3 separate regions of the Mus musculus genome follow, and all the other regions are linked to region 1. Evidence: chromatin contacts called from public Hi-C and promoter capture Hi-C data. All regions are on one chromosome and are shown on one strand. The core of a region is the stretch at or near the end of the contact, and the rest is flanking DNA. Distances in the headings are between cores, read along the strand shown. Region 1 holds the start of Osbpl8 (oxysterol binding protein-like 8). Region 2 overlaps Osbpl8 (oxysterol binding protein-like 8). Region 3 has its middle 37 kb from the start of Osbpl8.

The links. Promoter capture Hi-C pulls out the DNA fragments that hold promoters and counts their contacts. A called contact is a pair of places that touch in the nucleus more often than the background predicts.
Region 2: a contact with region 1 is called in a Hi-C map of liver, with 1.7 times the contacts expected there. The contact joins the enhancer-like site here to the promoter of Osbpl8 in region 1. A contact is called at or near these places in 3 of 39 promoter capture datasets (cranial neural crest, embryonic stem cells and macrophages), 16 of 484 Hi-C or Micro-C datasets (CD4 T cells, CD8 T cells, Th1 cells and 8 more) and 7 of 115 datasets of contacts at active chromatin or transcription factors (CD8 T cells, the HPC-7 cell line, the SCID.adh cell line and 4 more).
Region 3: a contact with region 1 is called in a promoter capture Hi-C map of macrophages, with 9 read pairs. The contact joins the enhancer-like site here to the promoter of Osbpl8 in region 1. A contact is called at or near these places in 4 of 39 promoter capture datasets (the C10 cell line, the HPC-7 cell line, macrophages and 1 more), 2 of 15 datasets of contacts at CTCF or cohesin (the NIH/3T3 cell line and pro-B cells), 72 of 484 Hi-C or Micro-C datasets (B cells, the BV-2 cell line, the Ba/F3 cell line and 50 more), 13 of 115 datasets of contacts at active chromatin or transcription factors (the 230-238 cell line, CD8 T cells, DN3 thymocytes and 8 more) and 5 of 9 other capture datasets (adipose tissue, bone marrow-derived macrophages, embryonic stem cells and 2 more).

What each region holds. Positions count from the first base shown.
Region 1 is chr10:111,162,956-111,166,452 of GRCm38.p6, forward strand. Osbpl8 (oxysterol binding protein-like 8) reads left to right here and starts at 1,847. Exons shown (of 24, transcript NM_175489.3): 1 at 1,847-2,241.
Region 2 is chr10:111,199,710-111,203,206 of GRCm38.p6, forward strand. The region is part of intron 1 of Osbpl8 (oxysterol binding protein-like 8); the gene reads left to right. Among named protein-coding and RNA genes, the nearest start is that of Gm51266, 16 kb to the left of the region's middle. Within about 2 kb of position 1,657, at least 3 of the 459 cell types and tissues checked have an H3K27ac peak or open chromatin away from gene starts, as enhancers often do. A contact at or near this core is called in liver, where this site is marked.
Region 3 is chr10:111,125,927-111,129,423 of GRCm38.p6, forward strand. It overlaps the pseudogene Rpl6l. Among named protein-coding and RNA genes, the nearest start is that of Osbpl8, 37 kb to the right of the region's middle. Within about 2 kb of position 1,750, at least 52 of the 459 cell types and tissues checked have an H3K27ac peak or open chromatin away from gene starts, as enhancers often do. A contact at or near this core is called in the BV-2 cell line, the Ba/F3 cell line, the C2C12 cell line and 15 more, where this site is marked.

The DNA of each region.
Region 1 (3,497 bases), core at 597-3,096:
GCTACTCACAAGGTAACTTTTAAAAAAGATTTATTTTATGTGTACGGGTGTTTTGCTTGCATGTGCATGCCCTGTGCCTGAGGGGGTCAGAAGAGGTGGGATTTCCTGGACCCACCAGCCAGCACATGGGTGCTGGGAATAGAAACCAGGACCTGCAAGAACAGGTACTCTTGACTGCCTCATCTCTCCAGCCTCCCACGAACTGATTATTGCTTGGTTTAGATATTATGCATTCTTATCTTTTAGATTATATCTCATTAAAACCCAATTCATTAAAAAATGACATTGGCTTTTGTTAGTCTGAAAAAAACAGCATTGCTTCAGATAAGTGACATTTCAATCTGCTGATAAACTGGAACGTTACCGCCATCACATAACAATGTTTCCTGCCTTGCACTGCCTCAGCACTCAGAAAGGAGAGAGCCAGGCAGCTCTCTGTGAGTTTGAGACCAGCATAGCCTACAGAAGGAGTTCCAGGACATCTAGGGTTACACAGAGAAACCCTGTCTCTTTGAAAAACAAAACAAAACAAAACAATCAAGCAAGAAAAACAAACAAAACAAGAAAACAATAAACTTCCCTTATGTTTATGTAAAATACAAATATAATTTCTTAGGTTTCTTAACAGAAGAATGTGGCAGAATCTTTCCCTCATTGGAACAGTCCTTCATGACAAAATCTAATTGTTTTTCAAATGTTAACATAGCTGCATCAAGATGTGTTTTAAAGATCAGCGGCCTGGCATTATTTAACTGAGCAGTAAATTGCTCTTTCTTTGGGCAACAAAATGGCCACGTCTGCAAATTTTTTAGAGCTGCTATGAAATACATCAGTAACAGGCAGAATCCTATGGCCTACTTAAGTATCCAAACGATCAGAATGTCATCTGATTTCCTGTCAAGAAATGTAATGGAAATTGTGTAAAGTTAAAAAAAAAATTCTTGGTTCCAGAGTAGAAGGATAAAGGAATAAGGAATTGAATTTTTATCGTAGAGAATGGCCTTGTTAGAGGCAGCTCATTCCTCCTTCTGCACTGTTAGGTCGCTTTTCTCTTCTTCTGTATTGTAACTGGCTTTCTTCCAGTGATGAGTTCTGCCCCTTTCCTCTCCACAGGATGGGGAGGGATTTCTGGGGTCATGGTTAAAAAAACAAAAAACAAAAAAAGCCAAGAGTTGAGGTACAAAACAACAACAACAACAACAAAATCCGAAGAGTTAAATTAGGCTTTCTGTTCAAATTGAGAGGTACTATCAACTTGCCACGTCGCTAAAACCGTCACCAACCTCACTGTAAAACTTCATGACTGTAAAAGCTGGCACCCAGGATTCTGAACATGACTAGGAACAATAACAAGAAAGCCTGCTAGGCTATTTTCATCCCAGCGTGACTGAAGTCTACATCTCAAACCTCCTGTGAGGCCAACAGCTAATGAGACACCACAGTGAACGTGTCATTGGAACTTAGGCAGCAGGGACTCCTGGCTGCTTCTCAAGCCCCAATTTCTCCTGGCAGCCTCCTCTGTGGGCCCGGCCAGAGGTCGGGAGGCGGGTCCTGCCCAGCGAGCACTTCAGAGACCTGCGGGTAGCCGGCCCTCCACCCCAGGGCTTCCTGAGAGGGAACCTCGAGGGCGGGGAGGGGAGCGGAGGGGAGGTGACATGACAGCTCGCCATCACCACGAGCTGCCAGCAGCTGCCTCTGCGCGCCCGCCCAGCAGAAGCTACCCGGGGACCGCCTCCTTGCGGCGTCACGTGACGGGAAGGGGGCGTGGCCCAGGCCCGGGCTGGGGGCGGGGCTGCGAGAGGGGCGGGCCTTGGGATGTGAAGGCTGGTGGCGGCTCGCGGCGCCCAGAAAGGCGGTGTCAGGGCGGATGACAGCATTCTGCTGCGACGCGCTCCCAGCTGGGCGGCGGTGGTAGCGGCAGCGGCAGCGGCAGCGGCAGCCGGGGCGGCAGCGGCGTTCGACTCGGCCACCGCCGAGAGCGGTAGCGGTAGAGAAGGAAGAGGTTCCGCCCTGGCCCGCGGGCGGAGGAGCCCGAGTTCGCTCGCCGCTCCGGGCCGAGCCCCCGCCGCGGCTCGCCTGTGCTCTCCGTCCGGGCTGGCTCTCAGTTCCCGCGGGCGACCGCAGCCGAGAGAAGTTGAGGAGGGGGGGTCCCACCGGACACTAAGGCCCCGGACTCCGGCGTCCCTGTGATCCCACGGAAGCCTGCTCCCTGCGGGCCGCCTCCTCTGGGGCTCCGCATCGGTGAGTGGCGCTCAGCCCGGTGTTGGGGAGCAGCGGAGTCGTGCCTTTTGGGGTGACTGTAGTCCCTCAGTCCTACGTTCTGAGCTCGGGCTGTGGGCACTCGTGGGTACCCCGCGCCGCGAGTTCCCCTCCTGCCTCTCCTTTGTCCCTTCTGAGAGGGAGATTGGCAGGGCTGGCGGGGGTGGCGTGTTTTTTGGGGCCCGCGGTAGGTGCGTCTGCAGCGGTACAAAGCCCAGTGGGGACCTGGGATGGGGGCGGGGGCGGCTCGGCGGCGTTCCGGGTCCCGAGTGTGTCTGCCCCTCCCGAAGTTTGACAGGGCGACGCCGGGGCTCGCCGGAAGCCCCCCGCGCAGGGGGTGAAAACCTGGCGCTTTGTCGCCCCGGGCGGTTAAGGCAAGGCTTGGGGTTTTCCTGTGACAGCCCCTGAAGAGGTTGTGCCGCTCGCAGGCGGACCGCACCCGCCTTTGCAGAGACTGTCGCGGTGTTCCTTAAACCTCAGCTCCGTTGGCCTTCTTGCCACACTGGAGAAAAGGCGGTGTCTTCGTTGCACTTTTTTTTTTTTTTTTTTTACGTTTTGTTTGCGGCTAAGCTGTGGAGAGTGTAATCAGGTTCCAGGGAGTTTCATATGGAGCATGCTTTTGCTTCATTGAGCAACCCACTCAAGACCGGCTGATGCGAAGCAACAGTAGATGCAGATTTTCCATTCACTAAAGTCATTTAACACTTCTTTGTGAGCGACATCTGCGTCGTGAAACATAACCTAATTTCATTTTAACTAAATGCCGTCTGAAATAAGTTAACTTGGGTTCGTCTCTAAACAGATGGGAACACTTATCTGACGATAGCATATCTGCTTTCAATAACTTAATGAAGTTTGTGCCTTTTTGCTGCTGGAAGACTTAAGTAACAGTAGTATTAGAATACCTTGGGTTAGCAGGGAATTCTTCAAAGTAATTTCACTGTAAACAACCTCAAATTAGTGCAGCCCCAAATTAGTGCAATTAAAGGTCTTTCAAGATAACCATTTAAAATAGTTTTTGCCTCTTGAAGAATTCCAGAGAACAATTGAGGTATAGGTAAATTGCTTGTTACGCTCTCTCTTCCCCTGGGGTTTCATCTAAATTTGATCATGCCGAGAGACTGGGATCAGTTGCTGTGCTTGCTAGAACCTGTTTTGCAGTGAGATTATTAAAATGCTGGTTTTATAAAAACAGGTTTTATAAAAGGAAGGGAAAGGCCATGCAATTTAAAATGCAC
Region 2 (3,497 bases), core at 407-2,906, 37 kb after region 1:
TTTATAAAATGTAGTTTCTGTACTTCGATAGGCTAAGTATAGAGATTGAGGCCGTGTTTTTAGAGTACTGACATCAAAAGAAAGAGCATGGTCCTTTTTAAACTTTGAGTTCAGTTAGTGATTATGTTGAAGTTAACATGCAGCCTTTGAGAAGTGAGACTTGAGTGCTCTGATACAGAGCCCTTTTAAAGTCATTAAGTCTTGTTTGTCTACAGAATCAAGGCACTCTGAAGAGCTGCTGAGTGACAGAGGAGACGCTATCCTGTCCTCAAGCCTGTGTTTTGGAACCTAGGACCATTAAGTTTGTTTTCAATGAAAAAAAAATACCCTTGCATTTCTTCAGACCTAGGAGCTTAGGAGATGAGTGCACAGACACTTGAAGGCTCTGTGTGCAACAAAGCAGCCAACAGGTGCCAGTGAGGGGGTGGGGGAGGTGGGTATTTTGGCTCATGGCTCCCGAGTTCAGTTCACTCTGGTAGGGGGCTTGAGGCACCTGGTCAAGCTGCAGATATAGTTAGGACGCAGAGACAGATGGAAACGGGTGCTCAGCTTCCATTGCTTTGATCCTATCCGGGGTCCAGCTTCATGCATGATGGATGATGACACCCATAACCAGGGAGGCTCAGCCACCTTCTCCCCTCAGGAGTTTTGCTATTAGCAGTGTTTAACTTTGTTTTCAAAGTTGATGAATTTATTAGGCTTTCCTTTTTTCTGCTCCCTTTATTAATTACACATGCTAGCTATGATTTTTATTATGTGTGTATGTGTCCTTTTTCTGTAGAGTGAGTTTATCTTTGTAAAGAGTAATGATAGAAAATTCTTCAAACTGAATGCTAAAAAGATTTTTAAAAAGATAAATATTGATCTTTTAAAACATAAGTAACACATGGCTCTGAACTGAGCTTGCAACTCATTTCCCAAGAAGGTCAGATCTCCTTTAAGTTTCATCTGTTACGTGTGCAGACAGACAGTCGTCACTTTAGGTTTCTAGACTAACTTGCCTCAGAGGCATGTCTTCTTGTTCAACCGCTTCGTTTGCCTTTTTTTTAATTTGAAGATTTATTTTATTGTATGAATGTTTTCCTTGATGTATGCATATATACCACATACATGCCTGGAGCCGGAGGTCAGAGGAGGGTGTTGAATCCTTTAGAACTGAAGTTTCAGATGGTTGTGATCCACTATGTAGGTAGTGGAAATTGAATCTGGGTCCTTTACAAGAGCAACGACTGCTCTTACAGCGGAGCCATCTCTCCAGTCTTCAGCGGGGTCCCTGATAGCTCCATTCAGAGCTCTAAGTGCTGCCTCCTGAGTGTCCACCTGGAGACAAGCTCATATCCATTTATGTTCTTCCCAAGTGTTCCTACAATATACTGAGTACCTGCTAGTGGTGACTGTATTTTGTATTTTTAGCTGCTTAGGGCAAAAATGCTTGCCAGGTTTCCCAACCTACTCTGTAGTTTATATATGGGTCATCAATGATAATTTGACTATATGGTCAGGCACCGCCCACCATGTCTTCTGCCTTCCTGCAGCATGCCACCATTGTCTCTTATGTAGATTGTAGCAGCAAGGGCTCACTTGCCACTGTTCAGAGCTAGCAGCTAGAGCAATCCCACGCAATCAAGTTGAATCTTCTCTGGTACGTTGTTTTCAGCAGTAACCTTCAGTCCTGTTTGTCTTGTCAGACTGACCGGTTCAGGAGCTCGGGGCCCTTCTCTTCTCACTGCTTGCCATCCTCTTCCTTAGTAACCTCATCACAGGAATCCCTGCTGCCCTGTGAACACGCCCGGTGTTCCTTCCCCATTCTGTCCCGGCTGTTGTGTGGCTCGTTCCCTCCTGCTACTGGGATCCTGACTCTGAGGGATCATCTCTGAGGTCTCCCCACCCATCCTATGCTCTTTCCTGCCTGAGTTTTTTCTTTAGCACTGAGTGCTATTTAAAAATGATCAGGTTAGATGGCTTTTGAGAAAAACAATTACTACAGATAATTAAGGCAAAAAGAAATGAATATGAGGAATTAGATGCTGAGAAGTTTATTGGGAACGCTAGAGATGTGAAAGCAGATGAGTTTCTGCCCTTTGATTTTATCACCAGTGATGACTGCAGTTCTCTGGCCGTGCCAAATGGGTAGCTGACAGGGAAGCATTTGGTAATCACTCCAAAAGCTCATGGTTATCAAAGTCCATGGTTACTGTGGCCAGATGGAAAACGGATTGGTTTCTGTCTCCCTTGAACCTTCCAAATGTAATTCTGAATGCAAATCATTCGGAACTTCAGAGACAGAGATGTTTACTAAGTGTCTGCCTTTAGCTTCTGGGATGCAGAAGAGAGCAGAAGGCACTGATGGACTGTAGCGTGTTACTCGTGCCCGTGCATGTGGATAACATATGGATAACATATGGACATATGTATGCCACATTAGTTATTTTCCTGTTGCCTTGATAAAACACCATAACCAAAGCAACTTATAGGAAGATTTATTTTGGACTTAGTTCCAGAAGGATAAGAGTCCATTACTATGGTATGACAGTATGACAGTGGGGAAGTATGGCAGTAAGCACCACACATGGTAGCAGGAAGAGCTGAGAGCTCATATCTTGCATGGCATACAAGGAATAGAAAGAACACACTGGAAATGGTGCTGGCTTTTGAAACCTCAAAACATACTTCCTTCGGCAAGGCCATACCTCCAAGACCTACCCAAACAATCTCACCAAACTGGATACCAAGAATGCAGGTGCCTGAGAATATGGGGCACATCCCAGTTAAACCACCACATATGCCTACATATTTTTGGACTTAGAGTTCTACAGAAAAACATAACCAATTGTGTGAGGATGTGTGTGGATGTGTGTGTGTGTGTGTGTGTGGTGTGTGTGTGGTGTGTAAAAGTGAGTTGGTAGGATATCACATGATTGATTTTGAGAATTGGTTAATGTGATTATAGAGGCTCAGAAATAAAATCTGGTTATAGTTCAGTTAGTAGAATGCTTGCCTAGCATACAGAAGGCTTTGAGTCCCAGCACTGCATTAAACGGAGTCTAAGAGTGCATGCTTATAATCTCCACCTGTGGGAAGTGAGGACCAAAGAAGCAAAGTTCAAGATCATTCTATGCTAACAACATGCACGCACGCACACACACACACACACACACACACACACGTGTGCACTCACATGCACACACACATACACACACCCCTAAAAACAATTAAAAACCTCTAAAATTTACAACACAGACTTTCTTCTTATTTAGAGAACCTTAGTTTCTCTTCAAAGCTCCAGCTGGTTGAAGCCCATTTACCAATTTTGAGGAATTGGTTCATTGTGACGGTGAGGAGTGTATTTATGAAATATGCAAGGCACATGGGAAACCTAGAGAGTTGATAATAGAGTCTTGAATGAAAGGGAATCAGGAAGCAGAATTGCTTCTTTTTAGAGAATGTCAGTCGTTAGTACTACTAATTTAATAATAATAGCCTTTAACTATGGGGTA
Region 3 (3,497 bases), core at 500-2,999, 37 kb before region 1:
CCCGGCCCTGGGCCGCCAAAGTAGCCAAAAAGGTTCACCCTAAGGGTAAAAAGCCCAAGAAGGCGAAGCCCCATTGCAGCCGAAACCCTGTCCTGGTGAGAGGAATTGGCAGGTACTCCCGTTCTGCTATGTACTCCAGGAAGGCCCTGTACAAAAGGAAATACTCGGCTGCCAAGACCAAGGTTGAGAAGAAGAAGAAAAAAGAGAAGGTCCTTGCTACTGTCACCAAAACAGTTGGTGGGGACAAGAACGGTGGCACCCGGGTGGTGAAGCTTCGAAAAATGCCTAGGTATTATCCCACCGAAGATGTTCCTCGGAAGCTGCTGAGCCATGGCAAGAAGCCCTTCAGCCAGCACGTGAGAAGGCTACGCTCCAGCATCACTCCCCGGACTCTCCTGATCATCCTCGCTGGACGCCACAGGGGCAAGAGAGTGGTTTTCGTGAAGCAGCTGGACAGTGGCTTGCTGCTTGTGACTGGGCCTCTTGTCATCAACAGAGTTCCTCTGCGCAGAACACACCAGAAGTTTGTCATTGCCACCTCTACAAAAGTTGATATCAGCGATGTTAAAATCCCCAAACACCTGACTGACGCTTACTTCAAGAAGAAGCAGCTGCGCAAGCCCAGGCATCAGGAGGGCGAGATCTTCGACACAGAGAAGGAGAAATACGAGATTACAGAGCAGCGAAAGGCTGACCAGAAAGCTGTGGATTTGCAGATTTTGCCAAAGATTAAAGCTGTTCCTCAGCTCCAGGGCTACCTGCGCTCTCAGTTTTCCCTGACAAACGGGATGTATCCTACCATTAAAAGTTTTCCTCAGTTATCTGCTGTGCTGGCTGGTTTTATGTCAACTTGACACAAGCTACAGTCATCTGAGGGGAGGGACCTCAATTGGGAAGATGCCTTCAGAAGATGAGGATGGTCACACACCGGTAGAGCATTTTCTTAACTAGTGATTGATGGAACAGGGCCCAGCCCACTGTGGGTGGTGCTGTCCCTGGGCTGGTGGTCCTGGGTTCTGTAAGAAAGCAGGCTGAGCAAGCCATGGAGAGTGAGCCGATAAGCAGCACCTCTCATGGCCTCTGGGTCAGCTCCTGCCTCCAGGTTCCTGCCCCGAATGACCTCCCTCACTGCTTTGCATGATGCATTGTTATACGGAACTGTGAGCAAAATAAACCCTCTCCTCCCTAAGTTGCTTTTGGTCATAGCAGCAACAGACGCCTTAATTAAGACATCTGTGTTTCCAAGACACTTCCCCCCTCAAGTGTTTTAACAACTGTGGCTTTCTCTGGCCGAGTTATTTATCAGACCACAAGGGTAAAATGCATTGATGCTAAGGCACTACATTTAGAGGTTGGGATTACAAAGGAAGAGAGACCTCAACACTTGGGGAAAAGGTTATGAGAAAGGAATCCTGTGAGGTTCCTAAGACAAGGACCTACGTCAGAGTCGGCTGGACACCATGTCAGACAGATGGGTGGTACTAATGTTACATAAATGCTCCCTTGAGCTCAGCACTGGCTTCACGACCTCTCGTTTTCTTCCCTTAGAATTGACGCGGTGCTCTCCAAAATGGCTAAAGACAGGTGGTGACCACTGGATGGGTCCAGTCTCAACTAAGCGTTGGCACATCATTTCACAACACCCTCATGAGATCAGATACTATTATTAGTTTCCCGAAGGCCAGGGCAGCAACTATCAGCCCAGTTAGGATGCTGAGTAACTTGCCCCAAGTCACGCAGCTAGTAAATGACAGAGCTAAGATTCAGGCTTATGACCAATGACTCAGAAGCCCAAGCTGTTAACCACAGCTTTACACTATGGCCGTGGTGGGGGCCGGGATCAAGCGAGGAAAGCCTGACTGCTGCTATGAACACATATATTACATATAATATATGTGTGTGTGTGTGTTGAAAGCATGTAAATGAATGTTTGTATTCAATTACTCTGTAGTCCAGGCTGGATTAGGGCTGGAAGGAAGGTCAGAAGTTCAATGCCATCTTCTCTCTGCTACATAGTCAGTTGGGAGGGGGGTCAATGTGATGAACACGGGGCCCTTTCTCTAAGAAAAAGCAACAGCAGCAACAACCATAACAATAACAACAACACACACATTTTAAACATAGAGAAAGAGGAACCCTGATTCACTGATGGTGAGAGCTCAAGTTATTCAGCCACTATAGAAATCAGTTTGGCCGGGTGGTGGTGGCGCACGCCTTTAATCCCAGCACTTGGGAGGCAGAGGCAGGTGGATTTCTGAGTTCGGGGCCAGCCTGGTCTACAGAGTGAGTTCTAGGATATCCAGGACTACACAGAGAAACCCTGTCTCAGAAAAAAAAAAAAAAAGACAGAAAGAAAGAAAGAGAGAAAGGAATCAGTTTGGAGGTTTTGTCAACACAGAACCATAATTGCCATATGGCAGAGCTGCTCTAACTCTGGTGTATGTCGCAGAGAATTGTGTATCTTGCCGTAAACATGCTTGTATGTCCATCTTTGTTGCTGCTCTACTTATAACAGAAGAAAATGGAAGCAAGCTACATGTATCTAGATGCCCATCAACTGATGAATGGATAATGAAAATCTGGTTCGTGTGTGTGTGTGTGTGTGTGTGTGTGTGTGTGTGTGTGTTGGCTGTCAGTTTGGATACAGTACAGTGGTTCTCAACCTTCCTGATGCTGTGACCCTTTGATACAGTTCCTCACGTGGTGAGCCCCAACCATATTTCATTGCTACTTCATAACTGTACTTTTGCTACTGTTATGAGTCATAAAGATCTGTGTTTTCTGATGGTCTTAGGTGACCCCTGGGAAGGACTCATGTGACTGCCAGCTTGAGAACCACGGATACATTTGGAAAGGAGACCAAGAAAGGAGGATATTAGGTGAGCAGAAAGGACAAGGCACATGAGAGGACAGGAAGCTACTGTGTTTCTAGTTTCAGCTCTGACACTGGTCTTTCCTTTTTCTGTGGTGGGTGAGTATGTAAGATGTAACTAAACTGATCAGGAACATGTAAAACCTAAGTGAAGGGCCCCTGCTTCCCAATGGCCATCCAAGCTGTATAGAAGTTCACTAAGATAAACTGGGCAAATGTTGGGTTGAGTAGCTGCCTTGATCTAGCTATGTGATCTTTTTATCTGGGATATTTTTACTCATTACATACAATAAAGTGATTTGTATTATAAAAATAAGAAACATTTCCCAAATTTGCATGCATTCTTTGTACAAGAGCAGAGTTAATCTTCTATTGTTCTAATTTTAACATGCGTGCTGTCATTGGGAGTACCCAACATAGTTTTTATTTGTTTGGTTTGTTTTTGTTAATATGTATTTTTATTTCATGTACTGCTCTCTGGCCTCCATGTATGTCTGTGTACCATGTTCTTGCCTGATACCTGTTAGCATTTTGTCTAGGCTCTGCCCCATAGTTACCTGGCAATAGCCAGGTGTGCCTGACTCACTATAAAAGGGGCTGCTTGCCCCCTCTGCTCTCTATCGCC